2 separate regions of the Muntiacus reevesi genome follow, and region 1 is linked to region 2. Evidence: chromatin contacts called from public Hi-C data. All regions are on one chromosome and are shown on one strand. Each heading gives the region's core, a stretch centred on a gene start, on an enhancer-like site or on the middle of the called end of the contact. The rest is flanking DNA. Distances are from core to core; before and after follow the strand shown.

The links. A called contact is a pair of places that touch in the nucleus more often than the background predicts.
Region 1: a contact with region 2 is called in a Hi-C map of muscle, with 6 times the contacts expected there. The contact joins the promoter of TNKS here to the promoter of ERI1 in region 2. A contact is called at or near these places in 2 of 3 Hi-C or Micro-C datasets (blood and muscle).

What each region holds. Positions count from the first base shown.
Region 1 is chr10:66,648,361-66,652,177 of mMunRee1.1, reverse strand. It overlaps TNKS (tankyrase), which reads right to left and starts at 1,801. Exons shown (of 27, transcript XM_065946583.1): 1 at 1,100-1,801. The coding sequence starts at 1,772.
Region 2 is chr10:66,219,761-66,223,981 of mMunRee1.1, reverse strand. It overlaps ERI1 (exoribonuclease 1), which reads right to left and starts at 1,552. Exons shown (of 6, transcript XM_065946859.1): 1 at 1,281-1,552. The coding sequence starts at 1,388.

The sequences.
Region 1 (3,817 bases), core at 552-3,051, 430 kb before region 2:
TCAAAGAGTGGTATATATTAAAATACAGCATGAAACTTAACAGAAGTTATCTTCAGAGTATGATCTTTGATGTTTATGTGCGATGCTTTTTTCATTTCATATATTTCTGTACTATATGAATGTACACATAACATACACATTTCTAATGTAATATTTCTAAGGTTTATAATCTTTATTTTTTTAATGTCAATAGGAAGTATCTAGGCAAGGAGATTATGACCCTTTTTGTTTTAAATTTCTCTGTATTTTATAAAACCATGTTAGCTGTTTTTAAAAGAAAACAATTACTTGCTTAAAAAAAAAGTGTACAGTGGTCTATGTTTTAGGAATAAGTACCTTCGGGGGAGAACTTAAGTCTCAGATACTTCTCACTAAATCCTCACACAATCCCCATATACATTTTTGCCCATGAGGAGATGGAGGCTACTGAGATAAGGAAAATTATGTTACACAACCAACAGACAGCAGTTGCCAGAACTTGAAAGCCTTTTCTTCTGCCATCACATAATGCAACCAAATATTTTTCTACAGCTGTTTCACATAGGCACATTTTGATCTACCAAATCGGACTGTACACTACCTCAAAAGGGGAGAAAGTTTCACTAACTTCATTTAAGTCTCACATTTAAGTCTCTTATATTAATGATAAGGTTACGATAGCTACTTAACACTTGTTGAGTTTTATTAAACTTCTCTTGGGCTAGTTTGTCCTCATGCGACATTACTCCTGTAAAAAGGAAATGAGTAAACGCACGACAAAACTATTCTAACACTGCTTAGATCTAACTTTATTCCGACACACTCGGAACTGAAAAAGTTTAAGTATATCCATGTCCTGAGACGACCACTACGGGAGGTTGGGGATGAGCACGAGGATCACTGTGCAAACTAAAAAGAAGGGACTCACACGTTCCCCTACCACGCCCCCGTCACCCTGACACCACCTAAAGAAAGGAATCTCAAGGCTTCCCGAGAAGTACTGAGGCATCATCACCACGCCCCCATCGTTCCCATCATCATAACTCGTTTTCTTTCCCTACCCGGACCCTCCAGTGCCAAACACCAAAACCCTTAATAAACAATTCAAAAAGTCTCTGACCTGCAGCGAAGTGCAGGGGAGAAGACTTCCGGCCGGCCATGTCCTTAGCATTCACGTTTGCCGCGTCCACCAGCCTCTTTACCCGGGACACGTCCCCATTGCGACAGGCCTCCAACAGTTCCCGCAGGGCCCCGCTCACTGCTGGGACCCCTGGCCCCGGGCCCGCAGCCCCAGGCCCCAGTGGTGCTGTGGTGCTAACTCCGGTCGCCTCGGGGCTCTCCGCCAAGCTCGATCCGGGGGAGGATGGAGAGGAAGAGGAGGAAGAAGTCGGGGAAGAAGAGGACGACGGTGAATTGTTACTGCCGCCGCCGGCTGGGTTAGGAGCGACCCCGACGGCAGATGAGGCAGAAACCGCCGGGACCACGGGAGCGGCGGCGACCGTACAGATTGTGCTCGTGGGACTGCAACAGCTGGCACTGTCAGCCGGGTCCGGGGATCTGGGCCTGTCGGGCGGATCCCGACTGCCATCCCCCTCCGGCAGCGCTAGGCCGTGCCTCGGGGAGGCGAACGGGGCCAGGCTGCCCACCGTAGGGGAGGCCGGGGTGGTCCCAGGGGCCAGGCCCGGGCTGAGTGGGGGGGGAGGTGGAGGCGGCGGCGCCGAAGCCCCTGGGGCGGGCTGGAGCTGTTGTTGATGATGGTGGTGATGATGCTGAGAGCGACGCGACGCCGCCATCTTCGGACTCCCCCAGCTCTGTCACTGCGGCAACGGCCCCACCGCCCGCCCTCACTTCCGACTGCCGGACCAATTAGCGCCCAGCGCACAGGAAATGATGCTGGAGAAGTGGGCGGGGTCAAAGGGTGGGAGGGCAGTATTGGGAGCTCCGAGCCCCTCCGCGGAAGGGGGCGTGGCTTCGTCGCCGAGGGGCGGGATTTGTGACGCCTTCGCGGGCTGGCCGGGGAGATTTGAAAACTGGAACTAGCCTAGGCTTAAGTGAGAAACTTTTCCTGCATTTCTCGCTTTGAACTTGCTTACCTTACCCTGTTCCGTTCTGTTGCCAAGTCTCCTTCAGTCTTCCTTGTCTTGCGGCAGAACCTGCGTGAGATGGAACTCTGTGCAAGGTATGTATCATTTATCAAATGTCAAGTGCCCCTGTCTGAAAAATGAGCTAGTATCTATCTCACAGAATTGTTAGCGGAATTAAATGAGCTAACATTTACAAAATGTTGTCTGCTTCCCTTGTGGTTCAGATGGTAAAGATCTGCCTGCAATGCAGGAGACTCAAGTTTGATTCCTGGGTCGGAAAGATCCCCTGGAGAAGGGAATGACAACCCACTCCAGTATTCTTGCCTGGAGGATCTCGTGGACAGAGGAGCCTGGTGGGCTACAGTCCATGGGGTCGCAAAGAGTCGGACACGACTGAGCGACTAACACACATAATTAGCCCACTGGTAAAAAAAAAAAAAAAAAAATTAATGCAGCCTTCTCCCCCTCTCAGTTAATACCTTGGTCTCTATATCCCCTCTCTATGAGAGTTCTCACTCTATGTGCTTTGTTAAGTACCTCGTTTTACAATAGAAGTTCAGATTGCAAGGATTGAAATTCAGGCTCTGCCATGAACGAGCTATGTAGATTTGGGCAAGCTATTTAACCCCTCTGTGTCTTAGGTTCCCCTCTGCAAAATGGAATTAATAGTTCAATAAATATTAACTACTAAAGTTATGTTTTTTTCTGTTCTGTTACCTCTGTGCTTTCATTTCTCACCTTAAACTCCACTGAAATAATGACAAACATGTTCGTTTCTTTTGAATTCTTTTTAGGGGACCTTCTCTGTTCCTCTCATCCCTCTTCCCTCTCCTTCTCAAACTAAGATAAAAACCGGCTTACTACACCCATCACTCACCATCAGAAGCCATTCTTCAGCAATATCTTTCTCTTTCCTCTGCCTATACCTTCCTTTTTTTATTGTCTACCATCAAAAGAAATGTATCAATGATTTGGATCATCTCATTAAGGTCTCCATTTCCTGCTTCTTATTTAATAGTAAAGTAGGCATTATGGAAATTTAGAAAAATAGCATTATTCCAAGAGAGTAGACATAGATGGAGATTCTGTGTCTTAAGAAATGCCCAAGATTTAGATGGGTCAGGTAGAAATTGCATTTTGCAGAATACTAAACCACATGATAAACTGTCCTTTCACATGTTCATTATTCAGTGTAATTAGTGTGATGCTAACATTCCCATCCAAATAAGTAGGTAAGTTTATTTATGACTACCGTTAAATACAATAAGGTCAAAAACATAATTAATGTTATGAATGACATTTATTGCCATCTAGTTTGTGGTTACAGATTATAATACTAACATTATCTGTCTGATAAATTTGTGCCATTGTTCACATATTGACAAATGTGTGACTGGATAGAAAAACTTCCCTCGGTGTAACTAAAATCTGTTCACACATTCTTCTGGTTTTGAATCTTAATGGACAGCACGAGGTGGCATTGAGGAGCTGGTGAATCAGCATGTGCATAGATGTCCATAACTCCCCTTTGGCCCCTTTACTGTGACCCTGTCCCTGAATGGGAACACAGGAATTATGTTACCTGCTACCCTGATGGCCAGTTACTGATAGTAGTGTTCACCCTAATTCAAAATGCATCTGTCTGTTTATCTGTACAAAATAAACTTAAAAGTTTCTGCTGGATAGAGATTTTTTAAAAAGGCTGAATTGCCGGAAACTATTCTATGCTTACTCCTTGGAAGGAAAGTTATGAC
Region 2 (4,221 bases), core at 303-2,802:
AAAAGGACTGTATCATCATTTATTAAAAGCATCCAACAACAGGTTTTTAACAAATATGACAGTCACTAAAACCAACCAGGAACACAGATTCGGGCCTTGAGTCACTATAGCTCAGTTCTGTTTGTTTTTAGCTCAAAGTTTTAAGATATTTAAATAAAGTGTATTCAATCACGCTACTCTCATTAAACATAAACTTTTAAAAATTATTTTTGTACAACTCACATGACGATGTTATTGACAGTATCTTAAACTGAAGAAGGATGGCAGAGTAGAAATGGTTCTTTAGAGAAGAGATATGGAGGCCTCTCTGAAAGTATCATCATAAGGTGAACCAGATAACTATTCAAAGACTCAGGGCAAAGAAAGCACACAAAAGACCTTTAACAAGAAAGACCACCCACCATAACACCAAGGATGGTGGCCACTGAGAGCAAGTGGGAAGAGGTACAGCTAACAATGGAGGTAGGAGCCAAGTCCTGGGGCTGGCAAACTGAAGATTTAGGAGGGGAGAAACCCAGTCAGATTCATGTTACTAAAGATTATTCCAGCTGCTATGTGGAGAATTGACTGTAGGTGGAAAGAGCAAAAGTTAGGACGCCTCCTCCAACTACCCACACTACGAGGCACTGAGTATTTCTATATTATTAATAGAAAATGACCAGTTTTGGTATTATTTACAGTCTGCAGCTAGTCAACAATAATTATACCTATCAAAGATGATGATTAAAGACGTTTTAAGACCGTCTTTACAACTTTGTCACTGTAGGATCTACCACTGAGCTGTCAAAATCATTAACAACATCACTCATACATTATGTTTATACGAAGCAGGAGTAAAATGGTCCAAAAACCATAGACGAAGTCCCAGCCAACAGGCACAGTTACCTTCTGCCGAGGCTGGGAGATGGTCTTAAAAGTCTTAAGGAGTGACATACTTGGAGCTGAGGTGAGATTTCTAAAAACAAAAACTACCAATTACAGACCAGGGCTACCTGGAATGACGATAGCAACCGTGTAACCGATTGTTAACTCAGAAAGTTTAGAGCAGAATTACCACTCAGACGTCTAAAACCTCAGTTCGCACACTCAGTTCGTCTGGGCTGTTGACTTACTTCCAGACGGTACCTGGAACTAGAAAGGGCTCAATGACAACTACCCCCAGAGAACGGCTCCCGCAGCTGAGGCCAGGAAAGGCGGCCAGGGCTAGGGTCCCAGGGCGCACGGGCTGCGGTTCCCGCAGGAAACCCTCTTAATTCAGGGGCGCGCGGGCAGATTCTTACCTCGGGATTCGGACGCTGGGCTTCGTCCCCGCACTCCGACCCGGGAGACGCGCGACGCCCGGGAGCCACGGCCTCGCCGCCAGGCTGGAGGGTCTGCTCATTCTCCATGTTGCGTGTCACGTCAGAAGGGAGCTGCTGGAGCCCGCCACTCGCTCACTCTCACCCGTCTAAGCCCGAAAGCCTAGCCTTTCTCCGTTGAAAAATTACCGGGCTCGCGTTCCCGCGGCGGCGGCCACACAAACTCGAGCGGGTACCTCCCACTTCCGGGAACGTGAGGCGTCCAGACGCCGCGCAGGCGCAGTGAGCCGGCGCGCGGAACGCGAGGGCTTCCGTCGACGGGGGCTGGAGAAACGAGGAGGGAGGGGCAAGAAGAAAGGTGGGAGGGGCCAAGCGGGAGGGAGGCGCGCGCGGGAGAAAGAGGACGCTGCCGGCGCGGAGTGGAAGCGGCGCCAGGGTCCGGACTCTGGTCCTTGGAGCAGACCACCAGAGGAAATGATCCATCACCAACTCCTGAGAAGTAAACGAGGAGTGCCCTAGTGAGAGGTGAATTTTAACCACAGAAAATAACGTTTATAAAACAATCTGCGTTTTCCACAAGGCATTTAAGACGCCCACTACTGGACAAGAAGAAATGGGTCTGGGACTTATTGAGAAACTGAGCAATGTGAAAATAACTGTTTTCAGACATCGGACGGCAGGCAGATCCAGTCCTTTTACCTGAAAGAAGAGAAACAAATGAGATGAGCCGGGTATGACTCTGGGTCTCTGTCCAGAGGCAGTTTCCAGTTTGCAAGTACAAGAGGAACTTAAACAGAGCCTAGGGTCTCCCTGAGACGACAGGTCTTACCGAATGGAGTAGACGGTGATTGGATTTTGGGGAGACCAAATTGGTTGGAATTTATGAGGCCGAGTTCATGGAGAAAAAGCTTCAGAAATCTGCATCTTTAACTGAATAAAAATCAGTGAATATGTTCTGTGACTATTCCACAAGGCCAGGAAAGAGCAATTATGGGGGAGCAGTAAGCCAAACAATTTTCAGAGTTCACAGGACTAGGAATCATTTGAGTTCCCTGGAGCCAGAGTGGGGAGACTGTTGAATACAGTTGTTGAATGGAATATGCAATAGAGACCCTCGAAATGTCATCCCTTAGTAGTGACATAAACTAGCCCTAGACTCTGGGGTCTAAAGGAAAAGCTATTGTAGACCCCTCAAAAGCTTAAAGAGAAAATCTTAAAAACAGTAGTGAAAAAAGGCACATTATGCACAGAGAAATAATAGTAAGTTTTCATAGACTTCTTATTAGAAACTGCAAGCTAAAAGAAAATGATATGACAACTTTAAAGTGCAAAACAAAACTGTCAACTTGGAATTCTATACTCAACAGGATGAAACAAAGACTTTTTCAGACAAACAAGTCCAGGAAAGCCACATCCTGAAGCAGAACCATCCCAGCTGACTTGCAGTCTTTGGGAGGAAGAAAATTAAATGCTTATTGTAAGCCACTAGGATGGTTTGTTATTCTGCATTATTATAAAAATAATTAATGAGTATAGGATCACTTCAAGGCCCATGGCAGTGGGCGAGGACATATAATTCCCTAACGGCAAAAGGGACACAATTGGAAATCTACCACCAATTTTTTACTTCTGAAATCACCTGCTTCTTTCTAAGTGGACTGTATTTTTTCTCTTGTAACTACAGACTCACCTTTGTGTTTATAAACAAAGGTTTATAGAGTTAAAAATCACAAAGATTTATAAAGCACAGCTCTGATCATCTCTTTTTCCTAGGGTTTATTTGTTTTCAGATAATGATTGTGAGTCCTGACATACAACTACAGAAAATTAATAAGAATTGCTAATTGCATCTCTCTCAAAGAAAAAATGCTCCAGTAAACACTTATCAGGATTCACAATATGTGAACATTAGTAAGTGCTAACTACAAATTTTCTGCTTGAACTTTTTGATTTAATTATTGTATCTCAGTTGTTAAGCAAAGAAGATTCACTACCAAGGATTGGTTGATCATTTCTCTACACTTCAGATGATGAGCTTATACCTTAGTACTGTTGCCAGTATCTATGGAAAGGCTAAGATACAATAACCATTCACTTATTCAGCAAAGATTTATGGAGCATCTTCTACCTGCCAGGAATGAGCACTGAACAAAATGACAAAAACTCTGCATGAGTTTATGTTCAGGAAGTGAAATAAAGGCAACAAACAAAAGAAATAAGCAAAACATTTACATATGGAGGAAAATTAAGCAGGTAAGAGGAAGGTGGGGATGATTCTGTGGGAAAGGGTCTTGGAGTTTAAATAGAATGGTTATGGGAGGTCTCTCTGATGATGTGCTACTTGGGCAAAGCCCTGAAGGAGGGAAGGAGCCAACTGTGAGGCTCTCTAAGGGAAGAGAATTGCAGGCAGTGCAAACAACAAATGAAAAGGCCCAGCGCTGACAACGTGCCTGGAATGTTCAAGAAATAGCACCATATTTCACGCTTTCCTTTCGCTGTATGGTATCAGCATGCAGGAGACCCATGTTCTGTAAATGGTGATTTTGCTGTTACTCTCCAGGTACATCTAGGGAAAAATTCCAATAATTCCAATGCCTTCCACCTAAGAAAATGACTTCCCCAAATTGGACAGCTCAAGGGGGAGAGCCTTCCTAAATGTTTCAGGTGTGGCCCAAGCCTAAAAGAGGGGTTTTAGAATCAGTTTTTCTCTTACTAATCCCAGTGAAAAACATACCTGCTTTCATTTAGCATTAAAGTCCCTGGATGAACCCACTGTCAATGATAGATCTGTATATTGAATACCAGGTTTTTTAAATTGTTCTAGACTGAACTAAATATGTGATATTTGGCAGAGTAGAATGTCATTTGTTTCTGAGTGGTTTACCCATGGCTGCCTGGTGTCAATATATTCATGCCTGGAAAA